Regions from separate parts of the Mus musculus genome. Here region 1 is linked to region 2. Evidence: chromatin contacts called from public Hi-C data. All regions are on one chromosome and are shown on one strand. The core of a region is the stretch at or near the end of the contact, and the rest is flanking DNA. Distances in the headings are between cores, read along the strand shown.

What was found. A called contact is a pair of places that touch in the nucleus more often than the background predicts.
Region 1: a Hi-C map of the C2C12 cell line shows a contact between it and region 2, with 2.1 times the contacts expected there. The contact joins two enhancer-like sites. A contact is called at or near these places in 1 of 484 Hi-C or Micro-C datasets (the C2C12 cell line) and 2 of 115 datasets of contacts at active chromatin or transcription factors (bone marrow-derived macrophages and pancreatic cancer cells).

The regions. Positions count from the first base shown.
Region 1 is chr13:110,562,366-110,569,826 of GRCm38.p6, reverse strand. It overlaps Gm32990 (a long non-coding RNA gene), which reads right to left and starts at 1,115. Exons shown (of 5, transcript XR_873951.1): 1 at 141-1,115. Within about 2 kb of position 5,661, at least 84 of the 459 cell types and tissues checked have an H3K27ac peak or open chromatin away from gene starts, as enhancers often do. A contact at or near this core is called in the C2C12 cell line and pancreatic cancer cells, where this site is marked.
Region 2 is chr13:110,415,019-110,422,492 of GRCm38.p6, reverse strand. No RefSeq gene overlaps it. Among named protein-coding and RNA genes, the nearest start is that of Plk2, 24 kb to the right of the region's middle. Within about 2 kb of position 2,627, at least 32 of the 459 cell types and tissues checked have an H3K27ac peak or open chromatin away from gene starts, as enhancers often do. A contact at or near this core is called in the C2C12 cell line and pancreatic cancer cells, where this site is marked.

The DNA of each region.
Region 1 (7,461 bases), core at 4,412-6,911, 140 kb before region 2:
GTAAAAATAAAAGACACTTCTGTTCCTTGCAAGTCACTAGTTTGATTGTTTTGCAATAGCCCCCTGAACTTAGACTAAAGAAAATCCGAATCTTCCCAGTTGATGTGAAGATGAAGAGTTTACTGAGAATTGTGTCCCACCTGATACTAGAGTAGTCAACGGAAGTCTTCCATTGAATATTCTAATGGACAAGCAGCTTTCACTCATCTCCTCTTGAAGTGTTTATTTATTTATTTAATGGTGTTTTGGGGGTGTCACTGGACAGCTTTCAGGAATTGATTCTCTCCTTCCACCATGTGGGTCCCAGGAATTGAACTGAGGCTTGGTGGCAAGAGTCTTTATCTTCTGAGCCACTCAACGGAGGACAGATAACATGCAAGGAGGCCATGGGTTCTACATCCAGCACCAAAGGATTAAAATGAAAATGAAAGAAAACTTACTTCTCGCTTTCTCCACTGGGCTGCTTGGTCTCTAAGCAAATGTGTTGTCATAGCATGGAAACCTGCCCAAATTTCTTGGGTTGCTCAAGGTACATGTAAGGAAGTATCTACATCCAAGTTGTATGAATGGCTCATCTTCAGATACAATGGGAACAGAAGGTACATTTCCTGTGACATTTTTTTTCTGTTTTCCTCCATATGCACAGCCACATGACCATGAATAACTGAAATATTTGAGAACAGGGTAGCACATGCTTGTCTCTCAAGGGAAGCAGGCTCTTCAGCCTCCCTTTGCCAACCACCCAGCCGGAGGGTGTGTCCTCAAACTTCCCCAGATTTGTTGTCTGTCGTTGCTGTGGCACAGTGTCCTTGTTATCAGTCTCAGATGACTTATGCAAACTTCACAGTAATGTCATCTGGGGAAATGGTCAAGCCGTGGATAAGTATATATCCCACATGTCTTCTCAAGCTACGGCTGTTTAGAGGTAGGGGCTCACTGCGTTAGGCTTGTTAAGTTGTTATTTTAAAAAAAGATGTTTCCAGGACAACAGTCCTGTCTCATGACACTCTACTGCTTGCTCTTTGGCCACTGCAGTGCAGACGTAGCTTGTGTTTTACATCGTTGAAAATTGCTTGTCTCTCAGGGGAAGCAGATCTTCAGCCTCCCTTTCCCAACCACCCAACTGGTGGGTGTGTCCTCAAACTTCCCCATATTTGTTGCTGTTCCTGTGTCACAATGTCCTCATTATCAGTCTCAGCTGACATATGCAAACTTTACAGTAATGTCAAACCAGAAAGGAAACTGAACTCCCCCATGCTGCCATTACGCAGAAAAAGCCAACACCTTTTAGAGACCACAGCCTTGAGGATGCCTAGCCTAGCCCCTTTGCACAGTCTTCTGCTATGATTTGTCATAAACTCAAAGAAAACTTCTACTTGCTTGAACTATGGCGTTAAGTACTTGGTTGCTATTAGACAATTCTATGAACTGTAAATTATAAATAATATAGAAGGCTAGAAAAAGACAAGGAAAAATGAATTCCTTATTATTTTATAATTTTGCAGAGCAGGTTTAACCCTGATCTCATTCAATGTGTGTGTGTGTGTGTGTGTGTGTGTGTGTGTGTGTGTGTGTGCGCGTGCGTGCGCGCGCATTCAAGTGCCCACGTGCAAATCCACCTGAGAGTGCATCATGTGTGTGGTTGTGAAACCCACAGTACATGTGCATGGAGTATTGTGAAGTTGATCCTCTTCACAAGTCCTTACAATGATTTTACTCAAGCCATATAGGCAATAGATCGATTATCTTTCTTCAGGAAAATTAAGAATCTTATAAAAATGTAGGTAAAGTATAGGTTAAAATTAAACACACTCTCTTATCAGGCAAATTTAAAGTCTATCAGTGTGACTTCCTCTTTGGACTTCAGTTCATCTTAGTGTTATTATTGTTCTCCCTCTTCTATCTATAGTTCTTAAGCCTAATTTTTCCAACATCAAGGAACATACCAATGAAGGCAGTTATACACACTACATCTGCAAAATTAAAATGTGTTAAAATGAATTGATGGTCACTTGAAAAATAAACTTAACTGAGGGAATAGAGGTCAAAGAAATAGAGGAACTTTGCTCAAAGAATTTAAGTGCTGACACCAAGAACTAGCTCGCAAAGACAAAAACAAAACTTTATTTAAAAATAAGACTTAAGCATTATCGATATTGAAGTTATACATGATTGTAGATGCTTATATGTGAAGTACATATAAGCTTTCAAAGTTAGGGCATAAAGATACTTTCCTTTCAACTAAGGGATTCTTCTTGCGTACTTATGATGGACAACGCAGTGTACTGATCGCTGGACATGAATGAGTAAATTGGCCATCTTAGTTACTACCTCAGTGGAGCTGGATACCTAACAAAGAAGAGCAGACATTTGTTTTTGTAAGTGGTTATAGGTTGGAGCTGCTAAATGGAAGTGTGTCTTGTGTTCAACATCGAAGAAACTGTCTTCAGTTTTCCTGAGAAATAAGTAAATGGTCCAGTGAGAGGCACCCTAATGAATGGGTAGCTGTGACAACCTTGCACTACCTGTGGTTGTTCTAAAGCATACTTTAGATACCCAGCAATACACTGTGGGAGAAAACTAGGTTTTTCTTTTCAAGTAGTTGTCAGTTGTGAGTTAGGGGTGGGGACTTGTGTCCATCTCCCCTCTCTGCTCTGGGACTCCATCTGGCTCAGCCCTGTGTGGACCCTGAGTGTGCTGCTGCAGTCTGTGAGTTCATCTGCGCCATCACTCCTGAAGTGCTTGCAAGGCATCATTTCCTTGATGTCCTCCTCTGTCCCCTCTAGCTCTTACAATCTTTCTGACTTTTCTTCTCCCTGACTCTGGATCAATGGATGTAATAAAGACCCCCTCATTTAGAACTGAATGTTTGAAGGTCTCTTACTCTCTGCCCTTTGCCCATTGTGGTCTCTGTTTTTGTTCTCCCTCACTGCAGAAGGATGCTTCTTTGATGATGACTGAACAAGGCAGGATAATATAGCAGAATGCCACTAGGAGTCATTTTAAGGTTACGTTCCTTTGGCAGAACAATAGTATTTGGTTTTTCCCTGGGACCCTGACCTATCTTGTCTCAAGTTCTTGCCCACCTGATCAGCCTCAGGTATGGGTTCCATCTCATGGAAGAGACCTTAAATTCAACCAGATATTTGTAGGTCACTCCCACATTTTAAAAAATTATATGTGCATGTGTGCTCCTATGTAAGTTTATGTGTATCGTGTATATGCAGGTACCTGCAAACACCAGAAGAGAGGACCATATCCCCTGGAACTGCAGTATATGGATAGTGGGAGCTAAAATTTCCTTTGGAAGAAAAATAAGTGCTCTTAAACACTAAGTAATGCCTTCAACCCTTGTGGGGGGAGGGAGAGTTAAGAGACAATACTCTGAACTTACATGTTAATGTCAACTTACTCAATTGTCTCTTTACATCTGTGACTTTTAAAGAAAACATTATAGAGCTGAGAAAAATAAGGCAAAGGAAAATCATGCGAATCATACCAGAAGACAGAAAATCTGACTCTGAGAAAGCCCACTGTTCCAGGTCCTTTGAGGGTGAGTTCATAAGAAATTAGGTGAATAATGAGCATTAAAACATTTTAATTCCTGTAATACCATATATATACACATACATACATACATACATACATATACATACATGTATATACATATAAAATGCATTTTTTATTATTTATCCACGTATTCAAAGCAAGGTTTGGTTCTCTTTAGAAAAGAACCTTATTGGTGACAATTCTAAGGATTCAAAAAGTAGTTCTGTGTGTTGGTCAGAGTAAATGTTGCTTGATTCATGAGACCACCACAAGTACATCTACGAATGTGATGCCCACCGCCCTGTGTGGCTTTGCAGTAACTTCAAACTAACCATAGTTTCACTCCTGATGATTTAGCGTTTCAACTAAATAAAATTGCTTTAAAAGAAAACAATAGTTTCCATTTTTTAACCTTGTTATGAAGTAAAGCAAGAACTAAAATAGACCATAAGTCAGTAAAGGTCTATTAATATGATACATGAAACTATTTCAATGACTACAGCCAGTTTTACACCTGGAATATCTGCATTACAAAATTCTGAGATTGAGACATTAAAATTCAGATTTGTCACATCCCTGCTACCCTCCTGAAATTTCTTTCCCTCGCTAAGTACTCTGCAAACAGGCATTTTCAAATATAAAGGACTAATGATTAATAAGTAAACAGAAGCAGTATGACCTTACACACATCACGGTGGCCTTGTTTTGCCTGATTTATTTAGGCATTTGGAAAATGAATAAATGAATTTTAAATAGCATCTGCTAAGATGGCCTTGGACAGAATTAGAAAGCCACAATTTCTGTGGCGAACAGAATCCAGGCATCCTCTCTTACACCAACCTCGCTCTCCAGCTTTCTCAGCCTCTCCCCCTCCTCTGGCATCATTTCTCCATCTCCCAGAGAAGGATTTGAAATGTCCACACTAAGCTGCTGAAGGGTGGAGGTTTTTACTTCCCAAGGATCACTGCTTTGGGGACGATTGAAGGCCAAGAGCAGAATGTGGGGCGTTTTGTACTGGATTCAGTCTCCTGCCTCCACCCTGGGCCTACCTCACCATCCTCTCATGAACACTTGCCATCCAGTCCAAGTGAGGCAAAGTATGTATCTTCCTTAAGCTTGTTTCCTCAAAACTAAAATGGGGATAAAATCTTACTACACTTATAGACTTGCTATGAGACTTTAATGAGAATATTCAAAGCACCCTGTGCTGGGTATGTAGCTGTTATTATAGTTCATGAATAGTAGCTGTTATAATGCCAGCTGTTTCCAACAGCAACAACAAGGAATAACTGTGACCCTATCCCTGAGTAAAGTTCCAACCATTCTGCAAACTACAGGTGGGATCTGATGATGTCATCACCCTCTTATCAAACTTTGTTTTTTTTTTTTTTTTTTTTTTTTTTTAATCAAACGTTTGGTTTTTTTTTTTTTTAACAAGCTTTGTTTCTCTCAAGATTTTGGGTTATTTCCTGAAAAATTGATATATATGGCTGACAGAAATGACTTAGGAAGTTTTAGGACTCACCAGAAGGGAACTGTTTTGAATCTAATTTACTGAAACAGCCAAGTTGCAAAACTGAGTTTGTAAACAGAACTCAACCATTCCCCATTCCGCCCTAATGGTCTTAACTTGTAATCTCCAAAGATGCTCCTTGCTAGCTATTCTGCTCATCTCTACAGACAGAAAGCACCTTCTAAAATCATTCTATAAATGTGAGTTTACAAAGTTTGTTGACAGAAATATCGGACTCAATTTTTTTTTCTACTCAGTCACGTGGGCGCAAGTGGAGCCCGGGAATCTGGACGATTAGGCACGCGTTTAGGCTTACAAGTCCTCGAGTACAGAGATAGGACAAAGGTTCTGATCTACAGGTGACTCGCATCGTTTCCCAAGCTTGAAAGTGCTTGTTCTGCAGCCATCCGTAGAGTTGCGATCTACCGTTATCAACTGAGAAAATCATCTCTAAGTGCTGTTGTTCAGAGCTCTTCCCCTCTGGGCCCGGCTCTCCTGACAGCACCTGCTGGCTGACTGAGGAGGAAAGGTCACGAGAAAGTAAACAGGTCCACAGTCATTTCCTGCGCCATCCTGATCTTGTCCTTCGAGATGGATGGCAGGCTGCAGCTGAGCCTGTTATTAATAGCACACAGACGTAGCTGGGTGGTACCCACGAGCCCTAGCATAGGATGTGGTTTGATTATCTGCTGTTGGCCCTGCCCAGGAGCTGACTCCCACATTGGGCCTAGGCTTACTCTCATACCCTTCCTGTCACAGACTCTCATCTCTGGCTGTCTTTCTGTCCTTGAGGTCAGGCAAGAATCTCTTAAAGTTGACTTTCTGCTATTTTTATTGCAGAAAACACCGTATCAAGCTGATTTCATACTGCATTTGGTTTTATATACTTTTTCAAATCACATTCAACCTTATTTGAGGGGGCTCTAAGTTGGGGTGCATCCTTCACTGTTGGATTCTCACCAACATGGAATCCTTAGACTGGTATCAGGTATATGATTATTTCAATCTATAGCTGACCAAAGGGCCAAGTTTGTCAAAACACTATTTCCAGCTAAGTTCACCACCAGAGACATTGAAAGAAACCCATATGTAGCCTTCTCTGATCACCCAAATGTTTCTTGTCAATTCACAAGCTGTGACAAAGCCCAGAAGAAAAGACATAGACAAAATGTCTATCTGAACAATCCATCTGATATCATATTCTAGAAAATGCCAAAGGATTGTTTAAAAGGGGTAGTATTTGATGGTGATATCATGATTTTTCTTTTGTTTCTTCCATCAATTACAGACTCTAAGAAAATCTCCAAAGTGTCTCCAATGGAAATGCTAAATCACAAAAGAAACTTAGTAGCTGACTTGGTTAAAAATGTCTAAATATCACTTAACAAGAGGGACTGTGGGACTGTGGTGTGTGTGTGTGTGTGTGTGTGTGTGTGTGTGTGTGTGTGTGTGTGTGTGTGTGTGTGATGTCTTGCACACATTTAGACAGGTGCATATTTAGAAGCTCCAATGAAGGACAAAGGTTGTCCCTGTGTCTCAGACTTTCCAACTTTGCTGCCCTTGTATATAAGGGAAGGGCTAGTACAGAACCACTCTCTGCCTCGGGAGGGTAGGAAGATGAGGGAGTCCCCACCCTGTGACCTTATCGGCTGCCTTCAACCGGTGAGAACGGTTATTCCCAGTCCTATTGTTCAGCACTTCCTGATCCTGCTTGTTCCCTCTGACTCACCACACATGAAATCATAGCTAAGAAAGCTTCAAAGGGACTGTGGAAATCCTTAGACACACACTGTTCAAATGATGAATAGTGTCAACCATAGAGGGACTGTAAACAAACCCACGTTTATCATGCAGTTGTGCTATGTGAAGACTTCATCTCCAAATAGAGGCCTGGGGAAGCTTAATCTACTTCTCTTGGGTCAAGACCCCACACATCTCTTCAGTAAAGCTCTAGCAGAATTGAGTTTCTTCTTCTTCTTTGTACGTGGTGTGATTTTGAGCTTTTTTTTTTCTCTATATTTCACTGTCACTTGCCCAGTGTGTCTTTTTCTGCCACGTGACCTGACATAGGTCATTACAGGAAACCTTGCTGAAACACTAAGTTGTAGACAGGAACCTTTCTTGACGTCATGATATATATTTAGCCATGCTTTCTGTCTTTTAAAGGGGTATTCAAATCCACTGTAGCCCCCTCTAGAATACCATGCTGGCATGCTCCTCCAACTCAAAGCATTGGGTAATTTCTTTCCAGGGTAGCAAGGACAAGTTTGAAAGAATCTGGCTTTGCATCCTACCAGCTTACATTCATTTACTGGGTAACATAGCTGACCTTGAATTCACTACGTCATAGGCCAGGCTGTTCTCAAGTTCATGGTCCTCCGGTCTTAGCCTCTCATCTT
Region 2 (7,474 bases), core at 1,378-3,877:
AGACGACAATGGATCTCTTAATGTGAAACTGAAAAAAAAAACATTAGAGATTGCCATAAAAAAATCAAGACACAAATAAGAGTCTTAAAAATGAGGAAATGAGGGGCTGGAAAGACGGTTCTGTAGATAAACGGGTGAATTTATTCATTTTTCAGCCCCAGGACCTAACTAAGATGCCACTGTACTTCCTCTTTGAATTCATTTGTATACACTGCTGTGTCAAAGGTCACAAAATACCCAGAACATCCATGCACTCTCCAGAATGGTTAAGATACAGGGACAGAGGGGACCTTGATGCTGGAGCATGTGAGAGCATGACAATACCACGGCAGTATGCAACAGTCCTGTAGAGTCCGTCTGCTCTGCCTGGGGTCCTAGATCCACTCCTCTAAAGGACTGGTCTGAACGTTCCCTCCTGACAACACAGGGGATTTGATGATTACAATTAAAGAAGCAGCAAGAGCAGCCCCAGCCCAGCATGGTCAGCCCAGGCAGCTAGAGACAGCAGACGGGGATGAAGGTGGTCTTAGAGAACAGACAAAAATACTCAAGAGGACACGCTGGGAACTCTGTTTTCAGGTTTTGTCTATAAATTCCTGTCTGATCTTGTAGCCTATCTAGCAGTCATTAACCACAGGAGCTGCAGAGAGAGCCTCAGATTGGGACTCACTGTGGAGAGGAAGGGAGGTGAATCACCGAAAGAGTGGACTCAGGTAGACCAGAAGTCGGGCTTCACTTTCTTCTTCGGTTGTGCAAAGTTTGTTTGTGTTGGAGAATGACTTCCTATGTTGCCCAGGATGTCCTCAAATACACAAAAAGAACAGAAAGGCTGAGAACATTTAGGAAAAGATTACTTTTTAGCAATTTTCTAGATGTGCACTTTTGGAGTTTTCCTTGAATGTTTATGTAGTTCTCAGGTATAGGGTCTTTCTAACTTCTGTCTTGATTATGAAAAGAATTAGTAAGAATGCTGTCCCCAAGATGTATCCAGAGATTAAAATCAATGGGCTGAGTGGGCATTTATTCAATAGCTACAAGGTTAAAGGTGTAATTGTGTAATCAGAAATTTTAATTAGAAATTTAAAATGTGTAGGGTGGTTCTACTCTTTGCTCTACAAAACAATAAATGGATATTTAGGCAAGGTCACCCTGAACACTTTTTAATCATTTTTTTTCTCGACATGCAAATGGTCGTATTTTGGTTGTTAGTAGGACTCTTGAGAAGCAAAGATTGATTCATACCATTTCCAGAAAGTAATCAGACAGCTCTCAGATGGTCCTGTGATAAGAGGGTCACGTGAAAAGTTCTGGCTAGGGAAAACAGACTGTTCATGTGATGCAAGCAGTTGCTGTGGGTTTCAGTAAACTCCAAGATTAAAAGAGTTAGGTAGGGGCAAGGACTAGTCACCAAAAAATGGAAAAGGTCTGAAACACAAGTGAGAAGACCATTAGTTCAGTTTTCACGTGTTGCATTTGCTCTTGTGAGAAGGCTCCAAGTTGACCTTTCAAACAACTATGAAACACGTTGGTATGCCACTTAGAAAAGTAGACAGCTGGATATTCCTGCAGGAAGGTATCTACGTGTTCATGATGTCAAAAACAGCATGGACATAGGTGTGTGCTGGGTTCTACTTTGAAGATGGTCAACACTTGAAATATGGGAAGAAAGTCTTGTAGTAAAGACTTGAGAGGGAGCAAGGAGACACCTAAAAAGTCAGGAGCACGTGCTGCATTTTGAAAGTCAAAAATAAATGTTATTTTAAAGATTGAGATGTCGCTGTGTCTCTCACTGTTGGTAGAACTCGTAGGATAATAAGAAGCAGTGAATTGCTCTGAGCATCACATTAGTGTTAAAAGGTTTCCTCCACGGGTTTCTTCTTCACCAACGCCCTAAGTCTCAACATGGCAGAGGGATCCTCCTGGGATCACGATCAAGGACCACATGAGGTGCTGTGCTGTTCAATCAGATTTGGAAAAGCGAGCAGAAGCATTTTCCTACAAGGAGAAAATGGTCCTTGTGAGTTATGATTTCACGCAATTATTTAGATTAGTTATAAGTGTCTTCACAGTCACCGTGCAGATTTCCATCTTGAAGGCGAGAGAAAGCTGAGCCTGGCATTTCTAAGAGTAGGCAGATAGAAATGATAGAAACACGTTCTGAAGGTGTGCGTAGGGGGAGGGAGAGGTCAGAGAAGGCTGAAGGATGGCGACGCTCATATGAAGACTCTAAATTATCCTTGTTTCCCAGGGGGCTTGTGGGTGCTGGGCAGTGCCTGTGTGTGTGCTCTGTGTCCACAGAACTCAGTGCTGCATACATAGTGCACGAAGAAGACAAGGATGGGAACCTGAAAAGCCAGGATTTATACTGAAATCCAACACATTTGAAAAAGCTATATCTCAAGTGGAGTGTTGACTCATTCTTTCCAAGCAGATAGATGAATTACTGATATTTGAAATAATTTTGATGTTTCTGATTTCATAATGCATTTCCTGATCCTTTCCCTGGTCTTTATTATTTATCATATGCATATAATGAATTTTTTTTAACTTTGTAGACTAGACACGCCTCCTATCCACTGAAAAGGAAGCAAGGAGAGCTGTGTCATAGGAAAAGCTGCCTCAAGGCAAAACGAGCTCGATGCTATTACACATCTTATTCAGGCCTTACAGTAAGTGCAAGGAGTTAGTCATAGATTCCCGAATCTTACAGAAAGGCACACATATAATGAATGAAATTCCTTGGCTCCGGGTGATTAATGAGTAGATGTTTTCACAGCACTGATCCTCAGTCCTCTCTCTCTCCTTAGAGTGCATCATGCTGTCTGCTCAGCACTTCAAAGCTACCTATAGGAAGGGCCTGTGCCATCAAACATTATCTTTCCCTAGTTGTGAACCTTTGAGCTCCTCAGGGTGTCCATTTTAAATTAGACATTGGAGGAGAAACTAATTTTTTGTGAGGAAAACTTACATTAGATTCATCTTCCTTAACATTATGGAAGATAGAAAAATAAAGCCTGTGAAGAATTGCAAATCTGTGAGGAATGTGAGGCAGGGTCCTATAATATCCATAGTGAGCTTCTTGCACTATTTCCTTACACCAACACTGTTGAAGGCAGCCGCTGGAGTAACCGCATGACCACTCAGGACTCGTCCCTCTCTGGAACAATTAGCAACTTAGTACTGATATTATCCCCTCATACTGTCTCCAACTTCGTCTATGTTTCTAAAGTATAGCTACAATCCAGGAAACACTAAGCACTAACTAGTGGACTAGTTCCCTTTTAGAAGAGCCACACACAACAACAAAACAAACAAACAAAAGCACAAAAAGGTAGGAGGAGTTAAAAACCAGATAATATCAGTTCTAGCTGCTGACTTTTTCATGATTTTCTTGGTAGTCGTAGCATGGTAAACTGTCACCTTTTACCCAGTAGGATTTAGCAGCTGTCTCAGTGAAGAGTGTTTGCCCCACAGTTTTTTTTGAAAAAAGCTACATTTCCCAAAGTTCAACCACCTCTCAACTAAAACAGACGCACATGCCATGCTCTTACAAATGTAAAACACCACTTCTTTAAGAAGCCTCAAAGAGTTTGGCGTGCCAATCTGCAGAGCTGTGGTGCCAAACGGATCCAGTGATTCATCACCGATGATGTCAGAGCAGGTCCCAGGTCCTGCACCCACTGAGAAGTGGAGACTTCCCAATCCACTGTGGGAGTAGGAGATAAGATCGTCTTCTCTTTGGGTTAGGCAGAAGGCCATGGCCACAATGTTGCCAGTCAACCTCTGTAGAAATGTCAACATTTGCTTTTGATGCCTTTGTTTCACAGAAACATTCCAAGGACTTCTTTGAAGCCATTAAACAAGTCATTCCATTTTTATTTGTTTGATCCTTCCTTCTTTCTCTGTCTGAGTTGAGCTTTCAGTCATTACAGATGTCTATGCATGTAAAATAATATAGACTGAATAACAAAAATCAGCTACCTTGATACATTTGTTCATATGCAATGAATTAATATGTAATGAAACTTCATTAAGGACCGAGCACTGTTTTAACTTATACCTCCTATCTCCGTGTGGAGAGGAAATGGGTATTGACCAGTGGTTGCATTACAAGGTTACATGTGGAAGCTGCTGCATGTGTATAACAAAGTTGCAATAGCAATTCATAGAAGTAGCTGGCTGGGCAGATGCCTACATAATTCACCAAGAGCAAATATCTGATATTTAGTAATACATTAGAATATCTTTTATTTTTTTATTTTTTTATTTTTTTGTCTCTGGCATTTCTCTGTGTCTAATGGCATGGATAAGAAGGAGTTTCCTGTCCTTAAACTCCTTGCGTTAGAATTGGTCCATAACAGCATATACAAAATTTGGAAGCAAAGGCAATACAAAGTCACATGATTATCCCTTTGCCATTACCACGCCAGTGCATAAGCTCTCCAGAGAACAGCTGAAGACTTTTAATCCTTTATTTTGTACAACTTACAGCTGTGAACTTGGATGGTCTTCTCCTGTGGCTATTTGAACTTTCTGATTCTATGAATGTTAGTGGCAAGTCAAAGACTCACAGTATCTTTCTGTGACCTTCATTTCCTGCTGTTTTTCAACACTCTGACATTAGGTGTCCCTTCTCCCCTGGAAGCCCCGCATGTGACACTCTAGTTTAGTCTACTGTAGCCAGCAGGCTTTGGTAAGTTCAGAAGCAGAGTCACATGATGCTGCTGGTCTCTACAATAACCACCATCATCACCAGTATTTATAGAAAGCCTACAATTTGTATCATAGTATATTAATGTACTCCTCATTAAGATGAGGAAATCAATAAAAACAAACCCTGAGAAGGTTTTAAAAGATCTCTGAAATTCCAAACAGTAAAGTCAGAATTCAGGTGAACTAAAAGGGAGGCCGTTCTGATTGGTATTTTGGCTTTGGTATTTTGATGTGTGTGTGTGTGTGTGTGTGTGTGTGTGTGTGTGTGTGTGTAATAGAGGAGGGAAGGGAGTATTGTGTTCACATTTGTATGCATATTTTTATATGCTGATGCACAAGTGCACAAGCCAGAGGTTGGAGTCAAGTATCTATCTCCATGGTCCTCAGTCTTATTTTTTGAGACACAGTCTCTCACTGAACCCTAGCCCACTGGTTGCGACATCTGGTTAGCAGAAAGCTCCAGAAATCTGCCTTGTTTCTGTTCTCTAAGGCTTCGGTTGAATGCTTCCAGGTGATCTGACTCCAGAGGAGTCAGTGCATAATCAAGAAATATTTACTAAGTAACTCTTTCTAAGTGGCAAGTGTGTGGCCTCCCAGTTTTAAGAATTATTTTGGTGGACCTGGGATGTCTGACATTCATTCAAGAAAAGCAAAACAAAGCAAACAAAAACTTTTCTCTTTCGTGAGTCAGAGGCCATGACAGTGAGGTCGAGGCAAGGGTAGATTATCCTTTTTCATATGATCTAGGTTTCCTGGAGGGATGTACTAGACTTCTTCTTTAGCCAAAGTTATCAGGACAATGGATCCCAACTTTTTGTATTCTTCAGAACTTCCTGGTATTGCTTTTAATGTGTTTATAAGTTTCACACACACACACACACACACAGAGAGAGAGAGAGAGAGAGAGAGAGAGAGAGAGAGAGAGAGAGATTTAGCAACTGTGCAGTAAAGCTGGGAAATCTGGAGTTTTATTAAGTATCCAAAACACCTGTTAAAGATACAAAGGACACTTATCCTAATTATGATGGTCACACCTAGTGATTCAACAGACAGCAGAGACTGCCGGAAGCCTGTAGTCATTTCGTCCAGACAGTTGATACAACTACACTGTCACTTGATGATAATGCATATGTTGCCTCATAATGTATATGAACATACACAAGTGTCCATTTATTCAACAATTCGGAAACTATACAGGAAAGTATTCAACGAAAATATGTTAGCTCTCTATATATAAATATTAAAATCTCCACAACTATAGTCTGCATGACTATTTGTCAGTTTTGTGAGGCTGAACACACTCCTATGTCTTTATAACCAATTCTTCAAATGCATTTCAATCCAGTTAATAGATATTACTGCAAAAATGAAATACATTTACATATGTTAAATACTTAGATGAGGACTTGACATTTGGTAAGCCCTTGATAAGCTGTATATATTGCTGGTTTTATATTGTTAGCTAAACATCATGATTAATTCATTGGGAAGGATAAAAAATGATAAGCTAGATAAACAGGATGGTTTGGGCATGAAAGAAGTATTGGGTTGTTAATCATGGAGATGATCAACACTCACTTCGAACACCAGGTGCACCCTGACTCAGCTGCACTACGTCCACCTCATCATTTCTGCTCAAAACCACCCGCAGCCAGGAGACAGCGGTGCTCTTGGCTTAGTCCTGCTTTCTCAAAGCTTGGCAAACTTGTAAAACTGCCAGTCGACTCAACAAGTAGAAGCATTATAACCTCTTGTGGATCGATATTTAAGGATTGGATTTCATTATTTAATTGATACTGAATGTCGAACCCCATGTTTAATGATCCGCTTGAAATGTTAAGACAAAATAACTTGGGCATGTGTATATGACACCTCAGTGAGTAAACTCGTATCATCTCATCAAGTGTGCAGTGCTGTTCGAAAGGGACCTAACTCTCCTTCAGTAGCATAAAAGCACTGTTTCATTGTCATTCATGTTAATAAGAATTCTCCATTACTTTGACAAATTTTATAATTTTTGGTTTTTCCATAATTATGTCCCTAACTCAGTCCGATTAAATATAAATAAAATGTGGTTTAATTTCTTCTCTATAGAACTATATCTTTCAATGGTAAGTATAGACAGTTTTGAATAAATTATAACTTTTCATCTTGAAATGCTAGAACTACTATTCAGAAAAATAGCAGGACTTGTTTAATATATATTGAGACTTAATATCAGTAAATACAATCCAGTGGTTTCAGGTAACCTTAACTACACCTGAATTGCATACAAATCAATCTGAAACAACAGGATTAACATGATTCTGAGCAGCCTTGTGCATGCTTATGAAGTCTCTCCAAGACACACATGGGTCAGTATCAGCAGAGATAGTGCGCTTACTTGGCCCATAAGATACTCAATTACTTGTGCATAGGAACAAAATGTATATTAGCATATTCGTGAGTATACATGAAAATAAATCTCAACATAAATTCTTTATGAATAAAAAGGATGTTGGTACAATGAAATCTTCTGGGGTAACTTTCACAACACAAGGCTCATTTCTTTCATCTAGAGCTCCTGTCACCAGGGCACATATTGGGAATGGAACTTCATGCTTTGAAGTGTCTATTTGGAAAGAAGTTAAAATTTAATCTTTTATTTATATTATATATTTTTATATATTTAACATATATATTATATATTTATTATACTTATATTTGCTCTTGAGACGGCCCAGCTCATATAATTAAGAAGATTTCGGGAATGGCTTTCTTC